Linked DNA regions of Zea mays: region 1 is linked to region 2. A link is a contact called in public Hi-C data. All regions are on one chromosome and are shown on one strand. The core of a region is the stretch at or near the end of the contact, and the rest is flanking DNA. Distances in the headings are between cores, read along the strand shown. Region 1 holds the start of LOC100273623 (putative SPRY-domain family protein). Region 2 holds the start of LOC103653626 (phosphoinositide phosphatase SAC7).

The links. A called contact is a pair of places that touch in the nucleus more often than the background predicts.
Region 1: a Hi-C map of leaf shows a contact between it and region 2, with 4 times the contacts expected there. The contact joins the promoter of LOC100273623 here to the promoter of LOC103653626 in region 2. A contact is called at or near these places in 4 of 25 Hi-C or Micro-C datasets (ear, leaf and tassel).

What each region holds. Positions count from the first base shown.
Region 1 is chr4:121,452,987-121,456,690 of Zm-B73-REFERENCE-NAM-5.0, forward strand. LOC100273623 (putative SPRY-domain family protein) reads right to left here and starts at 2,058. Exons shown (of 10, transcript NM_001148039.1): 1 at 1,554-2,058; 2 at 988-1,134; 3 at 496-582. The coding sequence starts at 1,942.
Region 2 is chr4:121,195,846-121,199,649 of Zm-B73-REFERENCE-NAM-5.0, forward strand. LOC103653626 (phosphoinositide phosphatase SAC7) reads right to left here and starts at 2,212. Exons shown (of 19, transcript XM_008680470.4): 1 at 1,893-2,212; 2 at 341-717; 3 at 129-220. The coding sequence starts at 706.

The sequences.
Region 1 (3,704 bases), core at 808-3,307, 260 kb after region 2:
GACATAGTGTCTAAGCGCACAGCAAAAGCTATGTATCTAGTGTCTTATAATTTAGAATAGGGGGGGTATAAAAAAGCTATCACAGATAGTGCAGCAAATATTGAACACCACATATGACAGAACTTCTTTAAGTAGGACTTTGCATTCCAACATAAATCATCAATTCAACAGTTGATTCACTATATTTTTATATGCGAACCTACAAATCCAAGAATGAATCATTGATAAAGTTATGTCTAAAACTTAAACAAGGAGTAATTAACATGTGTTACTATTGAGGTGTATGACTTGTGACTTTATATGTTGTGTTAGAAGGGGAAACCATCATATATAATGCAAAAGGCAAATGAGTAAATTGCATTTTGGCACAGGTATTACTATCCAAGCCTGACAGATGTATCTGCAACTCCGGTAGGAATACCAGGTGAAACGCAACTTACACCAAATCAAATAGCAATTATGTCACCTAAACAACTAAAGAAAGTGGCAGCTTACTCTTCACCCTGACTATGAACTGCAATTGTAGGATATAGTGGGCCTTTAATTTCTTTTGGAATGGCTCCAACCGGAGCTCCATTTTTCCTGCAAGATGCTACATGTAATTAGATTACAGTGCAGCAATACGCCAATACGTTCTTTAATATAGAGGGCATAAGGTGAAATCCTCAAGAGAAAGAAACAAAACTAATAATACATCACATTCCAACCTGAACATAAAGAATGGCATTGGCATGTCGAAACTAGCAAAGCGCCAAAGAGTGGTACCAGGTGCATATACAAAGACTTGGTTCTTTTCCTAAATTCAAGAATTGACATTCTACGGATGTACTGATAAGAATATTTGCAAAGCTAGAAAGATTTATGGCAAAGTGACATACAAATATATTCGCATCCTATGTTCAGCCAAGAAAAAAATGCCCTAGAAGGTTAATAATAGCCAGTCAAACAAGCAAACACTATCAGTTTACTAAGAACTCCCAAACTTACGTGAAGAAGAACTCCTGTGACAAGTAGTTGATGCCAGCGCCAATTATGTCACCAGATGTGAATTTTGGCCCAAACGGTTCGCCTTTCCCTAGACCCCGGTAAAGGTGGCCGTCGTCACCATGGTATCCACAACTGTTTGACTCCCAACTGGAAAGAACAAAGGACACAAAGGATAAATTTGAGAGAGAGAAAATCAAGTAAGCCACATAAACACTAGCATTTGCAATATGAGGTCAGCTCAAATGTAAAGTAAAGAGGAGAAATCTAGTTAACCAGCAGAAATTCCATAAATCAGAAATAGTCTGGCAGTCTGCGAGAACCAACCTCTTCAATACAGTTAGAAATTTAGCTATAGCATGAAAAACACCTTATGACCTTAACGACAAATAGCCAATCATGATCACATAACTAACATTTGAAGATTTCTGGAACAAATTGTGCACAAATTTATACAAGTGATGCAATTATTGGAAATTACATCCTAAGCTTTCATGATAAATGACAAAACAGAAAATGCAAATCATATATAATCAGAAAAAATAGGGCAGCAATACAAGGGTCCTCACCCCGGTTGTCGCCTCATCTTGAAGCTCTCGCTCGTGAACCCTATGGATGTCTGCCCCTTGTATCCCGCGTTCCTGACGGCCATCTCGAAGTAGTACACGGCCCGGCGCGTGGGAGCGGGGCGGTCGGCCTGCACGACACCGACGTCGTGGCCGTGGTGATGGCTGCCGAGGTATTTCACGGACAACTTGTCCGTAGAGACGACGGAGAAGAGTCCCGAACTGTTGACGGTGTTGAGCTCGGACGGCTCCGGCTCAGCCTCCAGCTCCGGCACCGCGCGGTCCCACTCCGTCTGGGACCGCCACCGCGACGCTAGGCGCATCGGGTCCACCGTCGCCCCTGGCCCCGGGGCTGCCGCCGATGCCGCCTCCGCGTCCTGGTTCGTCACCATTCGCCTATCCACCGCCGAGAAGGAAGAAACAGTATATTAAAAAGAAGCGGAAAATTCACCGAAATTAGGGAAAACGAACGCCGATCCCGACTAAACCCTAGCACGAAGGAAATCGCGGGAACCAGGATTGGACGGGGGCCGAGCTTACCGAAAGGCCGAACGGGCTGGATCGGTGGTTGCTTGCGGTTGCGGGATGGGGACGAGGTCAGTGTAGGACAAGGATGGAGCCGGTGATGAGTTGGAGAGTACACAGAGAAGCAACTGGGTGGCGTACAGACACGGGTGTGATTTGCAGGTTTTCGTGGGGTTGATTTGGTAAATTGAGGCGTTCTTCTCAGAAGAATGTGTATACGAGAGGTGTTAATGTATCACGATCTAAATAATTTCTCATAATCTATACTACCTATTAAGGCTCTAAGGGGTAGGCTGCCTCTGCTTTGTTCTGCCTTCCGACGATCTCAACCGTCCAATACGCTCTAGAGTCTCTCAGCCGTCCGATGCGCGCACTCTCACCCCCACGCATCGCCCCGCCCCACCCGGTCGTCCAACCGTGCGAGCACCCTAGCTCCTCCCGCCGCCTCCTACCCCCCACGAATCCCACCTCCACGATGGCCGATATGCGACGAGCACGGCATCGACCACACCGGAAAGTACGCCGGCGACTCCGACCTCCAGCTCGAGCGTGCGCTCGTCTACTATCAGGTGCGTTGAAGGATACAATTTGGGGCTGGTTGGATCTCCGCGCCTACACCACCTCCTCTTTTTTCTTGTGATAGTTTGACGGTGCTCTTGGTTGTTGTTGCAGGCTCCGGGCTGGTGGCGTCGCCAGCAAGCGCAAGAAGGCCGCCACGAGCGGCAAGCCCAAGCGACCGCCCTCCGCCTTCTTCGTCTTCATGTGAGTTCTCGCTGCCTCGGTGAGTCATTTACTCAGATCTCTAGATCTATGCTCTAAGATCTTGTACCACCCACTCGCCCGTCCGCGCTGCGCGGCGTAGTCATCCCTGTCCGCATCCGCCTCGCTCCCTCTGCCACAACAAATTTGTACTCCTCCCACTCGATGGCCATGGGTGTGTCCTCCTCCGGCAACCCGTCCCCAAAGGCGCACGAGCATCGGGAGCAGGAGACCCTCGCCTCGTCGCTCTCTCCCTCCCGTTCCTCTGTGCCGCCTTCTCCCACTCCGCCACTAACGCTCTACCGGATGCCCTCACACCACCGTCTGCCTTCTTTTGTCTGCCCAGATCCCCGCAATCGCCTCCCAGTTCTTCGTTCGGCCACGGAGGCGCCGCAATGGAGGGGAGTGTCGTGTGGGTCCAGTTCCTCAGAGGGTTCAACCGCTACTGCGCGCGCATGACGACCTCCCGCTCCCTCGCGTGTACGTCGCTGCCTGCGCTGGCGCGGGGGCGCCCTGTGGCATCTAGCTCCAGTCGGACGAAGGGGGCAGTGACGAGGACGGGAACGTCATGGGGAAGCTGGCAGCAGAGGAGATAGTGGTGTGAGGGCCGGTTGACCCCCATCTCCCCCGCTGTTTCTTTGCTTTGCTTTCTAGGGGGTGTAGAAGCTGGAGCGGGCTGCCACTAGCAACTCTACGAGAGAAGCTGCCCAGGTTCCTGCAGAAGTGCGCTTCGAGTCTGACCCCCTCCGCCCATGGTTCTATGGCCTCCAGATCTCTTGAGATGGCGGGGGAGGAGGAGAGGAAGCGGGTGCTCCTCTCGTACGCTGTCCCCACAGTCTCCTCGCGGAACACTACAACCTCCAGTACTAC
Region 2 (3,804 bases), core at 962-3,461:
AAATAATTAAGACATGCATATTCTGCTATAGCTTCTCTCTGCCTAGAAAAAGCTAAAGCTTTTAGACTTTTCAAGTGTAGAGCTCAAGAATGTAACTGAAAGTCTGAAAATGTTAATAAGATACTCACGAAAGTGTTAGGTTGATATCGTAGGAAAAGTGAAGGCCAATAGTCCTCTCTGCAGCATCCAGGAGTTCTGAGAATTCTGTTTCCATTTTTTTCTGCCAGAAACATATTTGGATGTTCAAATGGAATCTTGAAGGACTTTGGAAGTCAATTCATAAAAGCAAGCAAAGCACCACAAACAACTTAGGTGAGAACAAAAGAAGTATATGTTAGACCTGCTCAGCAGAGGTGGTGTTATGTGCACTATTGCAGGGAAGAACTTTTAGTCCTGTCACTTTAAAAATTGCGTGTCCAAAGTAGGATCCCACACAATCACGATCCGTGATCACCACAAAATATGATCCAACTGCAAGTTTGAGCACTCCTATCACACCATATACTGTTTGAACTTTATGTTTTGTAGTGGGTCCACGTGGTGGCAAGTCTTGAACTAGATTCATTGTTCCGCTGGCCCGGCTAACTGACAAGTACAAGTCAGCCAGGCCATCAATTGGTTCAAATATATAACAGTCAGGAAACTCCCAGAGTCTCAATCTTGTATGGAGTTTCAACGAAGTGCTTGCATCAGTTGTCTCATCCATGGCGGTATAACCTGAAATAATTGGTGGAGCTGATGATAGTTAGTGTCACAATGACATGGCTAGATTTTCATTTAGAGTACTGGTCAATTTGATGTCAGAAAATATCATTCATGTCAAGATACTTGGAACTGGAAGGTAAATATATGAAAAGAATTAAATTGAATACTTTTGACACATGACATCTAATCTGAAAAAAAAAGATAAGATGTTCAAAAGGAAGTTATCAACATCTTGATAAGACATGAGCATGATGGTTGCTCAATAGCTTGCCTTTTGTTTTCTTCCTTCTCTCCTTTGCTCCAAATATTTCTCTCATTGCCAAAAAAAAATTGTATATCTCTATAGTCTCCTCCCAGTACCTATTTTTTATAACATTTCCATCTTCATATAATTTATCACATTGTATAGCATATTCAGATTATGTTTGATACAAATGGATAACAAGTAGTGCCTTAGGACCCACTATATACTTGTGGTGTGGTGTTTAGCATATAAGAAGTTGCCTTGTCTTTTTTGAAACTAAAAATTCTCGAGTGTACAATAGCAGAAGAAATGCCCCCACAGTGGCAACCATCAGAGCAAGCCTTCTGGAACCTTGCAACACAGAGGAGCACTAGGCCTTGCATAATCATCTTTCATGGAAAAAAGAAATAGACAGCTCGCCAGCTCGGCCACAAACAGGAGCACAGCCGACCAATTGGCTTATATGTGAGCCTGGAAAATGAGGTCTAACACGGTTTTGCAAGACGGGCGGGCTGTAAGAATATCCTATAACTAGAGCAGCAGAGCTAGCCATTGGCCCACAGTGTGATAGCTAGCACCGAGATCTTGGGTGATGAGGAATCAGAATGTCTTTGCGATCCTATATGGTGTTGGATACGACAGATCAGGGCTGAATGAGGTGAGAATCAAGCAATTAACTCAACAACATGCATTATTGGCCTTATATAGAAATCAGGAATCCCGAGCTTGCATCGCAGACACGAAATTTGAGGCTATATCCACGGTGTCCGGTCGATCGGGGAGATCGATTGGACGCTCGCACGCAATTTCTGTAGGATTTAAGCGACGTGGAGTCCGCACCGCCCAATCGAATCTCATACGAGCGGCTGATCCACGGCGCCCTCAACCCCCAGCGCGCCCCAATGTTAAGCGACAATTCCACCGTCGGAGAAATGAGGCGTACCACGACGATAAGAAGGCCACTACTGCTGCAGCGGCTAGCTGGTTGTCGGGGATCGCTGGGCTGTCTTGCCGGTGTTGTCGCCGGAGCGGGACGGCGACTCTTCACTCGAGGCCGGCGATGCAGATCTTGAAGGGGCCCACATACAGGGTTATAAAAGCTTGTCCCACTTGTGTTTTGTCTTTCTGCATGCGGCCCCCGCGTGGAGTCCGATTGTTTTGCGGGAAGGTTGACTGGTATAGAGGTTGGCCGAATTAGTAGGGAATTTCTCCATGAGCCATTTTTTCCCTGCACTATTTTAGCTCGGTACTTTCCGACACGATCCATTGTGCATCGTTCTTAAGCTGGACCGGCACAGCGATCGTGCCGTGTTTAGGCTCAAGGCTAGCACGTCGTGCTCGATCTGGCTTGGCACAGAACAACAGGAGGCACAACACCAACTCGACTCCCCCGATGCCCTACACATGCATAACACCGACGCCCCCCACGTGGCCCCACACTCACTCATTTCTGGCACTCGAAACCATAATCCTAATCCCTCCCTCCTGCTCCTGGCGATCGGCGAAATTCCCCTCTCCCAGCGACGACTTGTTTGGACATCTATACTCTCGATTCTCTTCTGCTTCTCCTCATCCTCTTCCATGTCCTCACATCCCGACCCCTAATCCCCATCCTGGCTCCTCCTAGCCTAACTAGTCAACGAATGTGGTGTTCCTCCTCACGGTTGTGCTCTCAAGCGACTCAGGTGCTCCGGCTACGCAGGTGAGATCCCAAACCCTAATCCCCATCCCCTTCTTTTGTCATAGATCTTGATTTTAATCTCTTGGATGTGATGAATCTTGTAGTTATCGGTCTCATACATGTTCTTGTGCAATTGTGCCGGTGTCACGTAGCCGTCGAGAGATCATAGTCGCCGACGAGGAGCCAGTCATCTACGGCATTGACGATGACCTTCAACCGGCCGTTGTGGATGAGGAGCACCGGCTCGAAGACCATAACGAAGCAAAGGATGCTCGGGCCCTGTTCGGCAGCAGTGCTGCCATCGACATCGACAACGATAATGAGCTCCTTGGTGCTGTTGCCGGTGGTCAGACTGTGATAGGCTCCACGAGCCTGATACCGACCGGCACAAGCACCGCTACCACGAGTTGTAGTAAGTGTCCTGCCAGATCTAAAGGGTGGAAGGACTTCGATGAACTGACCCACCTCGTCAATGGTAAGAGGGTAAGGTATGACGTCGTTTGCAAGTACTGCAAGGTTACATTAAGTGGTAAATCTAGTTCTAGAACTGGCCACTTGCTTCGTCATAATTGCTCTGCTAAGAAAGAATAATAGTGCACTAGTATAGTTCAATATATGCTCAAGTATAATTCTGATGGTTCCTTGAAACATTGGGCGTATTCTCCTTCTGTAGCACGTACTGAACTCTGTCAGCTAATAGCTAAAGAGGACCTACCTCTATGGTTTGGAGAGTCTGATGTTTTCAGGAGTACATTAGTAATGCCCATAATCCTAAATTTATCGAGTCTTCTAGATAGACCACTACTAGAGACATTGTCAAGCTTTACAATGAGCATGTGGTTAAGCTAATTGAAACTTTTAAAACCTATGTTTCATTTGTTGCTCTTACATCTGACATCTGGAATGGTAAGGCTAAAGAGGAGTATCTATCTGTTGTTGCTCATTTTGTGAATTCCAATTGGGAGTTAGAAAAGAGATCGATTGGTCTTAGGCTACCTGATGAATCACATACTGGTAGAAATATTGTTGAAACATATTGCAATAGTGGTTGATGAGTATGGCTTGACCAATAAAATATTTCCTACAACTCTAGACAATGCTTCATCAAATATAACTGATATGTCTTTTCTGAAACCATTGTTTTCTGGTTACCTTGGCCTTGTTTTTCCTGAAC